Regions from separate parts of the Zea mays genome. Here region 2 is linked to region 1. The links are chromatin contacts, called in public Hi-C maps. All regions are on one chromosome and are shown on one strand. The core of a region is the stretch at or near the end of the contact, and the rest is flanking DNA. Distances in the headings are between cores, read along the strand shown.

What was found. Hi-C and Micro-C count contacts between places; a contact is called where the count stands out from the background.
Region 2: a contact with region 1 is called in a Hi-C map of endosperm, with 4 times the contacts expected there. The contact joins the enhancer-like site here to the promoter of LOC100192350 in region 1. A contact is called at or near these places in 6 of 25 Hi-C or Micro-C datasets (endosperm and leaf).

The regions. Positions count from the first base shown.
Region 1 is chr1:44,908,855-44,914,637 of Zm-B73-REFERENCE-NAM-5.0, forward strand. LOC100192350 (asparagine synthetase 3) reads right to left here and starts at 3,752. Exons shown (of 10, transcript NM_001137542.1): 1 at 3,669-3,752; 2 at 3,061-3,199; 3 at 2,850-2,948; 4 at 2,530-2,671; 5 at 2,137-2,327; 6 at 1,841-2,002; 7 at 1,637-1,717; 8 at 1,182-1,538; 9 at 983-1,063; 10 at 311-870. The coding sequence starts at 3,748. The coding sequence ends at 436.
Region 2 is chr1:44,976,911-44,982,705 of Zm-B73-REFERENCE-NAM-5.0, forward strand. No RefSeq gene overlaps it. Among protein-coding and RNA genes, the nearest start is that of LOC109943615, 36 kb to the right of the region's middle. Within about 2 kb of position 3,546, at least 16 of the 20 cell types and tissues checked have an H3K27ac peak or open chromatin away from gene starts, as enhancers often do. A contact at or near this core is called in endosperm and leaf, where this site is marked.

The DNA of each region.
Region 1 (5,783 bases), core at 2,502-5,001:
TTGTCGGAGCGCGTCACGCCTGCTCGCACGAATACACGGACATATATACTTTTTCTGTAAATCAGATATGATCCAGACATAGAGACATGGACGTACGTATATAATGTTTTTCTTCTTTCTTCTAAATCTAAGAACGTACAGATATGATCCAGACATACAGACACGGACATGCCTTTTTTTTTTCTTCTAAATCTAAAAACGTACAGATATGATCGAGACACACAGACACGTACGCTGGCGGCAGTACAACACGTAACAATAGCACGTGCTGCCGCACCGGGATATGGCCGGTGGGCACGCACGACACACACACACACCTACCAGTCGTTCTTATCCTCCAGTTTATTGGCGCTGATCGGCTGTGCTCGCACAGTGCATGCTGCAGGCTGCAGCCCGGTAGAAGCTAGCAGGGAGGTGCGCGAGCACGTACTCTCGTCAGACCGCGATCGCGACTGCGACGTCCTTGCCGTTGACCGTGCCGTTCGCGGCGCCGTGGCCGCCGCCGTTGGCCACCGCCGGCTTACCGCCGGTGTGGTCGGTGGCGGCGGAGTCGTGGGAGGAGATGAAGCGGCCGGAGGGGTCGTTGGAGGCCTTCCACTGCTCCACCCACTCGATGGCCGCGGGCGTGCTGCAGGCGATGCTCGGGCCCCACGGCACCGTCTCCCTCGCCGAGTCCTGAGGGAAGAGCCTCTCGAATATCATCCGGTAGTAGTAGGCCTCCTTGTTGACGGGCGTGTTGTAGGGGAACATCTGGGCGGCGTTGTTCATCATCTCATCCGTCACCTGCTGTTCAGTGAAGGATTTGAGGCCATCGATCCAGTTGTAGCCAACGCCGTCACTGAACTGTTCTTTCTGCCTGTAGAGAATATGCTGCGGATGGTAAAGGTGTCAGTTTTCAGGGCTTGCAATGCAAACTTAACACACGGAGGTAATTAAATTAAACCAGGCTTCTCTGAATTAAGATCGATGTTGCTGTTTTAACCTTGGGCAGGTAAGGGTGCTCGTCGTCGTCGAACGCCTTCCTCATGACCCACTTCTCGATGCGGCCCAGGTTCTTGTCGTACTGTGCGTGTGTGCGCCAGCAGATCAAAGCAAGAAGAAGAGAAGACATCGTCATCAATCATCATAAAACAACAGAGCACAGAGCTATAAGCACAGTCGCTGAGACCCCTGATTTGTACCATTTTCCATTCGGGGTCCATGCCCATCGCGACGTTGATGAACTCCTTGTCGAGGAACGGCACGCGGACCTCCAGGCCCCACGCCGACGTGGCCTTGTTGGCGCGCAGGCAGTCGTACTGGTGCAGGGCCTTCACCTTGCGGCAGGTCTCCCTGTGGAACTCCTCCTTGTTGGGGGCGAAGTGGAAGTAGAGGTAGCCGCCCAGGAGCTCGTCGGAGCCCTCCCCGGACAGCACCATCTTCACGCCCAGCGACTTGATCTTGCGAGCCATCAGGAACATGGGCGTGCTGGCCCGGATCGTCGTCACGTCGTACGTCTCGTCGTGGTAGATCACCTCCTCGATCGCGTCGATGCCGTCCTATGGTATGGATGGTCGACCGATTTTTATATTATTTGCCACTCGTCAGCGTACGTCACGACCAAGTTCACCCCCAGAAAAGCGTGCGAATGATTTACCTGTACGGTGAAGTGGAACTCGTGATGGATGGTTCCAAGGTAGTCAGCGACCTCTCGTGCGGCCTTCAGGTCAGGAGAGCCCTGAAACGTACGACGTGCCGGTCGGCGGGAGGTAAGAAAACGTCAGCGTCCCGCGATTTCGAGTGCCCCCCCCCCCCCCCCCCCCCCCCAAAAAAAAATAAAATACAAAAAAAAACATAAAACCTCGAGGCCGACGACAAAGGAGTGGAGCTCGGTGCCGAACTTCTCGGCGGCCTCGGTCTCGACGAGGTGGCGCTTGGTGACGGAGGCGACGAGCGAGGAGTCGAGGCCGCCGGAGAGGAGGACCCCGAACGGGACGTCAGTCATGAGCCTCTTGATGACCGCCTGTGCATGAAGCGCACGCGGGCACATGGCCAGGTCAGTGTCAGTAACGGCCGCCGGCCGGCACGCACCACCGACCCAACAAGTTAAGGAGGCACGCAAAGCTACTAGCTGCCGTGTGCGAGCTAGGTGGTCACCTTCTCGAAGGCCTCTCTGAGGACGAGCGGCTGGTACGGCATCCGGGGCACCTGCTCCTGGAACCAGTGCGGGGTGTACCACCGCCGGAACCCGCCGCCGGCGCTGGAGTAGAGGTGGCCCGGCGGGAAGATCTCGAAGCGCACGCAGTCCTCGTTCAGCGCCTTCATCTCGGACGCGATCCAGACGGAACCTGCATGCAGTGAAGGAAGGAGAGGCGAAAATCGATCGGTCAGCTAGCGTGTGTCGATCTCCCACGCTTTATTATATTGTCTTAATCTGATCGGCCGCACATGCATTCGTTCGTTTGTCTGCAGAAACGTGAACGCGCGCATTTGTAGAAGCTAGCTCTAGTATAGAGAGAGATGGGCCGGCCGGGACCCGGGAGCGCCTACCGTCACTGCCCCAGCCGATGTAGAGCGGGTTGACGCCGATGGCGTCGCGCGCCGCCACGTAGGTCCTGTCGCGGGTGTCGTAGAGCACGAACGCGAACACCCCGTCCAGCATGTCCACGAAGTTCTCGCCGTACTTCTCGTACTAGATCAGACAAGAGAGAAGAGGGTTGGAATCATCAACTACTAGCTAGCAGTCGTGCAGCGTTTGTTCTCTTCATGTGCATGTAGTGTTGGAGTGGAGAACATGGCGAGAAGGCGAAATTTGGTTGTCAGCTAGCTGGAGTACCGAAACGATCAGCATATACAGGTAGCAGGCTCACCAGGGGGATGATGACCTCGCAGTCACTGCCCGTGCTGAAGTTGTGTGTGCCGGTGAACTGCTTCCGGACGTTCTTGTGGTTGTAGATCTCTCCATTGGCCTGGAACACAGAAGCAGCAAGCAGCGCATGGTGAGGACAGTACAGCATAGTGCCGCCGTCAAAACAAGACGGTTGGATTTCATCTGTACTGTTTGCGTTCATGTATTCTTACCACCACCACGACGGTGCGGTCCTCGTTGAACAGCGGCTGGTCGCCGGACAGCGGGGAGACGACGGCGAGCCGCTGCTGCGCCAGGAAGTTGCCCTCGTGCTGGTAGAGGCCCGACCAGTCGGGGCCCCTGTGCTTCAACCTGCGCACGGCACGTGGATCGTCAGGCAGGTCCTCCGCCAGTCAAAACTCAAACGACTAATAACCAACTAACCGGAGCAACGCTATTGTAATCAGTACCACAAAAAAAAAAAAAACACACGCGGGGGGTTACTAGCAGCGAGAACGACGACGAAGGTTCCCATGCTATGCTAGCTCCTTTATTTTCAGAACGGCCCACCCTAGCAGAGCTAGTCTCTACCGTTCGATTCTTTATGATTCCTATGAGAAGAGCCTCCTGGGACCCCGGTGAAGAGGCAAAATAAAACGACACCAACCAACCAGTGAACCAGCCCTTGGTTCCCACTTCCCAGGAATCAAAGATCCCTCGGCGCGCGGCCCGACGGAGGACGAACTGACACTAGTAAAATGCTAGCTAGTCTAGACTCTGCTAGGGTGTTGGGTAGTGGACTGGAGGAAACTAAGTGCAATGGATGGACGGGTGCTCTTGCCTTCTGGAGCAGGCGAGGATGCGAGCCCTCTTTGCCTGAGACCAGTCGGAGCAACCGAGCACGGCTAAGATGCCACACATGATGCCGGCGCGGCGGAGCAGGAGCAGCAACCGAGCAGTTTTTTTTTTTTTTTTGGGAGGGAGACGAGACGTGCTGGGATGCGGGAACCAGGCGAGAATGGCTGCCTTTTTATAGGCGGGGCGCGCGGCTCCGGGACCTCGCGTCTGCGACCCGGCGGGAGCGCTCCCTGGACACGCGGCGGGTGTCGCTTCGCCGAGCTCCGTGCGCGGGAGGAGCTTATCCGTTCGGGATGCTGCGCCGGCCGAGTCAGCGTGGGCCCCGACCCCGCGTCAGCCATGGTGCTAGCCATCGGATCTAGGTTCCAAGGCTAGATGAGTGTCCCGGGGTAAAGGTCCTCTATAGATCGGCTGGTGGGCCAAGGCTGGCTGACGGGCCCCGCAGGATTCACCAATGGCCGGCCGTGCCCTTTAATTTGCCGCGAGATGCGATGATGCACATTACCATTCGTGGAGTGTGTTTTTTGTCGCGTGCGATGATGTAAACAACGCTGCTGAGCACCTCGCATATGATTAATGTATGCGGAGATGTAAGTTTAGATGGTAGGTAAGATTCGATGGATCCGCCTTCTAGTTTTAAAATCATCACAATGATATTACGTTTTCTTGCGGGGGAGGAAATTTCAACGACGATAATTGGCTTCCGGCTAAGCAAGATACTCCATGGGCGGCCCTTAGAGCATCTCCATTAATTCCCTTAAAAAACTACATAAACTCAGATTTAGTAAATTGCTAAATACATATTGGGAATAAAATCAACCTTACTCTCCAACAACACCAAATTTTTAATATTTTTAAATTATGCTAACTTCACTTTTCTAGTTACTACTTGTAACTTTAAATTTGGTTTCATTTATACGATAAAGTTCAATAATCACCGGTTTTCTTTTTATTAATATTTTCATTCTGTATGAATTACATTGGTTGTTTTCCTCAAATCATTTTCAGACTTGTTAAACGAGGATGTCAAATTTATCATTTCAACAACCCCAATCATTTAAAGCGCATCACTTGTACATGGGAACAACCACTGTGGGTGCCTCGCTCAGAGAGTGTTGCTGCGGAAGATGCAAATGGGGCTAGTACGATGGATGGGAGTAGGGGCACAACCACTGTGGGTGCCTCGCTCGACACGAGCAACATTCTTTATGACACTAGCAAATTATGTCCGCGCCATCGATCATTGAGCACACATGACCCGATATGTTTTAGTGCCAGTAACATTATAGGTGTCAATTGACAATACTGTTTTGTTGTTTTGTTAGTGACACATTATAAACTTAGTTGTATTGTAGACTCATAGATCAACAAACAAGGTCATGACAAGTGGCAATGAAACTTAGAGATATATTAGTTAAACTTAGAGTTTCATATGTCATTGTTGTACTGATTAGTGAACTTGAGCAATGATAGTCATTAACTAATGTGCCAGTGAATCATATTCTTCGTTTTTTTGTTGTAGGCGCATTGATTAAATCAAGTTTGGGCTTGTCTTTTAGACGCCATTAGATAGATGCAAGTCTGTGCCGATGAGTTGAGGAGGTTGAGCAACCGCAATCATGTGCCTGAGTATCTAGACTATGTGCACAAGAATATCCCGGTTAATGCCATGAGTGTTGTTACTAAAATTGAAAAAGGTCTTGACATTGTGAGCACGGATCTGGAGCAAGTTCTTATTGGTTCGCAACCTCTACTTGAGGATTATGAAGCCATTGGCTTGTACGATGATTTCCAATTCGATGGTGATGTTGATGTTGGCTCCCGGGACTAGGATGTGGTCAATGATCGCCGTCTGTCACATATGAACGAGCATATCTGAGATTTGTGTATGTGAGACGTATCTAAGACTTGTGTATCAATGTAATTTGCTTGGTTGAACTAGCCATTTGTATGGTGTTGTGGTCTATGACATTAGTGTGTTGAACTTGTATGGTGTTGTGCTCTATGTCATTTGTTTCAAATTATGGCAACTAAGTGGACCATGTTTTATAACATTATGGTACTTGTGTGAAAACTATGGTCTATGCCATTTACACAA
Region 2 (5,795 bases), core at 2,296-4,795, 68 kb after region 1:
CTTATTTATTTGCTTTGGTTTGTGTTGGCATCAATCACCAAAAAGGGGGAGATTGAAAGGGAAATAGGCTCAAACCTTTTCCTAAATGATTTTGGTGGTTGAATTGCCCAACACAAATAATTGGACTAACTAGTTTGCTCTAGATTATATGCTCTACAGGTGCCAAAGGTTCATCTACAACTATACTAAATCGACTGTCCGGAATACCGTAGATTATTCCGGACAGGAGAAGCTTTTTGGAAAAACAGGCCAAGCGCGGACCGTCCGGGCCCTTGCGGCGGACCGTCCGCGACACGAGGATGTCACTCGGCCAGAACCAATGCAAAAATCCAAGTCTGTGCTGCGGACCGTCCGATGGAAGAGCAAGCACCGTCTGAGACCACACGCGGACCGTCCGGGCCCTTGCGGCGGACCGTCCGCGACACCGAGTTGACTTCGACCAGGAACTACAAATCAGGGATAGTCCGACTAAACCGCGGACCGTCCAGCTACAACGTGCGGACCGTCCGGCTATAATTCGCGGACAGTCCGCATGTGAAGACCTGGTTCAGCCCGAAGGTGACAAGTTGAGCAAAAGGAATTATAGAGCTGGCGCGGACCGTCCGGGACCAAGGGCGGACCGTCCGCGTGGTGTCACCGAGGCAGATAGCCGTTGATCTAGCCGTTGATCTGACAGAAGTATCCGTTGAAGATGTCAGAATCGACCGTTGGAGGGTCGCGGACCGTCCGGGCCCTAGCCGCGGACCGTCCGCCAGTGCAATTCCTGGCAGATGCGCCCCAACGGCTATATGGGTGGTTGAGGGCTATAAATACCACTCCAACCGGCCACTTCAAGGTGTGGGAGTCCAAGCAACATTCCAAGTCATCTAGTTGACATACTCAAGCCCTCCCAACCACATATATTCATTGATCCATCCTATACACAAGATTTAGACCACTACAACCAACACAAGTGCCACAAAAGAGAGAGCAAGCAAAAGAGAGCTACTCATTTGAGTTTAGCACTAGTGCCTTGTGAGATTCATCGAGAGATAGTGTGTGCTTCATCTTTGTGTTCATTTGCGCGTGGAGTTTTGACTCCCATTGAACTTCCTCCAAAGTTTTGGAGGCTTGTAAAAGCTAGCAAGAGACACCAAAGATTGTGGTGGTCCTTGTGGGATCGAGAGTGATCCTTGAAAAGAAGAAGAGCTCGCCGATCCTTGTGTGATCGGGAGAGAGGGAAAGGGTTGAAAAAGACCCGTCCTTAAGTGGACTCCTCAACGGGGACTAGGCCTTCGAGGGCCGAACCTCGGTAAAACAAATCACCCGTGTCCATTGTGTTTATTGCTTGTGATTTGTTTGCTTTCCCTTGCTCCAAGTTTTTCTTGCATCTTTATTTGCTAATAGCATTTGGTGTTGCTTCAAGTTAAATTCCCATTTAGTGAAGCAACACGTTGCAAGAAAGAACTTGTCCTAGTGCTCTTCTCATCCAAGACTTCTTGCTTTGTTATTCTATAACTTACTAGTTGTATTGATTTGTCACTTCCGCATTATTTAGTAATACTCCTTTCAAAGCAAGAACTTAGTTTATATTCTCCGATATTTGTATTTTGTTCTAACAACTAATCAAGGGATCTAGTTGGGGGATAAAGTTTTAATTCCCAGGTTCCGCCTATTCACCCCCCCCTCTAGGCGACTTTCAGTCTCGTAGTGAACCCTGTCTTGCCTCCTCGGAAGAGGTGCATGGGAGTCATGACGCCTTGGCAAATGGGTAACACGACTTGTGGGTAAAGATGTGCAACCTCTGTAGAGTGTAAAATTGATACATCAGTCGTGCTCACTTTTACGTGCGGCTTAGACCCCTCACTTGATTAAATGATGGAATTAAATTAAACAGAACATGCATTACATTATTGGTATTTCATTTATGATCTATTGTTTAATTGGGATGGTACTTACTTATACTTAGCAATTGCTAATAAAAGTTTGACCAACTTAATTAAAAGCTAATGCTTAGCATCAAACTTTTTCTTGGTAAGCCTTACACTACACTTGTACCTAGACACTTGTTGAGCCCCCACCTTAAGTGAGCTCAATTGATGTGGGATTTTGTTCAGAATTAGGTTAATAGGAGGAAGGCTACTATTAAGAGTTCGAGGAGGTCTAAGTTGTTGTCGTTTAAGTTTCTATACTCTGAGGCATCATCCGTGTGAAACTTCATCGTGGCACACATATGAGATGTATATGGATTTTCACTTAAATACGACTTTAGGGTTTAGGGTTTTAAGGTTTAGGGTTTAGGGGTGTGATGCTACTTCTGTTGCTGAGAGGTGCTTTAGTTGTTGTTGGTTCTTGAACTCTGACGGTGCAAGAGTATTAGTGCTGACATGGGAAGGAGTGGGGAACAAGATGAGAGAGTGAAGGACAACATCGGTCCCCTTATGTCAAGTGTACGATCACCAATCACGTAGGTGATTTACTTTGAACAATGATATTTTGGACCTCTTGTGGCCCAATTAGCATTTGACGCATATATGGTTTTATAGAAACAATGGTAAATTTGCACCCTCATGTGGCTCAATTAATAAGTTTGGAGACTCGTATTCGTAATTTTGGAAGTTAAGAAGGTGGATGGCATCATCGTGCAAGTTTAGTTACCTCGTGCTGCCAGTTTAATTAAACAAGTTCGAGAATGTTGACATGATTTTTTTTAAGTTTAGGACCTAGATGACATGGTCTTGTAAGTGTCATTTTTTTAAGTTTAGGACCTAGATGACATGGTCTTGTAAGTGTAGGTACTGGACCTAACACGTCAGATCTCATCAGGATTGAGTTAGCATTCTATATTGATGTATGAAGTCGGTTGAAACCCATTTGACCATTTAGAATAGTATTAAGTGGAGTGAGCCTATGGTAACCTTAGGGTTAGTTTGAAAACTCCTTTAGGGTTGGAGGTTCATTTCCCTCCAATACTAAAGGGTGATTTGAGTTTCCAAACTTCCAATCTCGGAGGGGATTTGAGTTTTCAAGCTAATCCTTAGGTCATCTTCAGTAGATCTTCTATTTTATCCATTATTTCAATCTTCACTCTATAGTGTCAAGCAATATCATCTATAGTGTTGCATCTCCTATTTTACATGATCCACCGAAGACAGTTTTGAAGACCTAGAAATCAACACATGAAAGTTAAGGGCGTGCAATAGATGTATCCAGTTAAAAAGGGAAGCCACAAAATTCAAGAAATTTATGATTTTACCACTCCTAATTTTTGTTGTCTGTTATTATGTCATCCCGTGTCTATGACTGATGGGACCATCTGTGTCTATGATTTGTGGGTCCGATAACATATTGGCGAAACCAACAAATGATAATGGCAAAATTGCCAATATCTCGCAAAATTCAAGCCGTGAGAAGAAATAAGAATCCAACCAGATAAAAACAAGTACTGTTCGTTCCCCTACTTGTCAAAAAGGAAAGGGAAGCCAGGAAGCTAAAGTGTATAGGTTATCTATCTGGCCCGGAGGCCCAAGAGCATCGTCGTCTTCTCTGGCCAGCTCTAGGCTCTAGCAGTAGCTTCCTTCACGTAACCAAACTCCGCTCCATGATGACGTGGACGTGGACCCCAACTCGAGCCGCGGCGAACCAACATTGTCTAATCCTTTTGTCCGGTGTTCCCGTCCAATCACAGAGGCGCTTCCAACTCATCACCCATCCCTCTTCATCCGATCCCAATAATTTCTTGTATACTACGATACGATCAATCGGCTTGCAAAGAGATAATGTGGACACATGCACTTGTATGCGTTTGAGCCTTAGCTTTGTGGTCCCAGATCTATACATGTATTATTGTGGGATCACAATTTTTCGTCTACGTCTATATATAATGATAGTTTTAACCATTTTTTATAAATATTTATTCCTATTGATGGTCGTCTCGTGGAGCGAGTATGTTCTGCTCTTCCGTTATCCTTTCTGGCATGCGAAGCGCATAGGTCTATTTTTCTCTCGTTTTTCGCTTAATACACCATGTTAGATAAGATTTATGTAATTATCGTACCTTAAAATTTAACGAATATTAGGTGTCGTTGTATCCATGTGATGTGTTGCAGTGTGGCTATCACGAAAGTTTTGGTTATTTCTAGAAGATAATGAAAAGCTAATAAATAATTTTGTATTTAGAATTTTAAACCATTTCCAATAATTGTATCGATGCATTCTTTTCTTCTCTTTAGTTTTTTTAATAACGCGTTCGACTTGATTACGTAGACCTATATATGGTTTCATATTATTATAAAATATTCCGGAAGAAAAAGTCTACCGATCATGTCATGTCGGACTGATGGGCTATTAATATTTATTAGTAATCAGATATGTCAACTCCAAGAATTTTCAATCAGACGTGGTTCACCGTCTCTAGTTAAACACAAATGGGTAAAGCAGCTTCTCGTAGGCTTCTAGCTGATAATAATAGGGAAATGTACACACAAAACTTTTTCGTTTTTCTTTTCTATTTTCTTTCTTTTGTTTTCTCCTATTTCTCGCTTTCACGCTTGTGCCTCCCTTATCAACTCGCCACCACGGGTCTCCTCCTCTATGCGATGCTTGCTTGTCTGTCACAAGTGATGTAAATAATACAAATATTATCTATTCGTATTTAAATTCGGTCGTTTAAAAGAGATGAGATCCGATCTATATTCAAGTCCGCGTACTCAGTATTTGATCCGTATATGATTTATATCCATATTTGTATACTCATGTTTAAGATGTCGCCATCCATTCATATCTTATCGACACAACTCGATAATATTCATATATGGTCCGAGTTTGAAGAGAAAATATGAAAACACATATAGTACAAGCAATATTTGTCCATATTTATCTGATTACGCCCCAACCATCACCACCCTCATCGTTGGGCCTCCTCCATAGTGCGTCGCTTCACGGCCTGGCACTATGTGTTCATCCCCTGCTGCCGCCGCCCTCCACGCCCTCCTCCATAGTCCATAGCCTCCATCATGTGCGCCTCCCTAGACGTGGTGGAGGGTACGCTTATGTGTACAAGATTAAGTGGAGCACGACCACATGGCCACATGGAGGTGAAACATGTACTTTATTGGACCAAATTTGTATGTATTTGTTTATCAAAGTTATGGCATTATGTACTAACCAACAAAATTTGAAATGAAAATTCAGTTCGTATATATAGAAATAAAAAGACCATTTTATTAAGGGGTAGATTGATCAAACGCAAATAGGTGGAGGGGTAAAATAAACAAAAAAATACTTTAGGGGTTACATGGAGTTTTTCCTTTGTGAAACCATGGAGGATGATGTAGAAATTTTCACTTTTTAATAGTAAGCAACAGAATAAATTCGGACACTGCATGGGCTTGAAAAAAAACGACAATACTCGTACCCTTAGGTAGTGTTTGGTTCAAGAGCATAGTTGAACAGAATGACTTCGTTCTAGTTAATAAGTCTCGAATGGCTCTATTCCGTCTTTGGAAGATAGAATAGAACCATGTTGTTTTTTGTTTGGTTCAAGAGGGTAGGAAGAATGAAGCCACTATATCATATGTTTGGTTGAGTCGTGTGAGTGTGTTCACCTTCCTCTCTTGTCGGTGAGCTTACCCTCACATTATTCATCATGAGCACTTCATTTGTTAATTTTTGTTCAATGATCAACAAAAATAATAATAACGTCATCCATATGAAACAAGTAACTAAAACCGAACCAGTACTCTATATTGATTTAATCCACAACCTCAACCAAGTTGGACTACTAGAGTTAAGCACAACATCAATAAGTACTATGT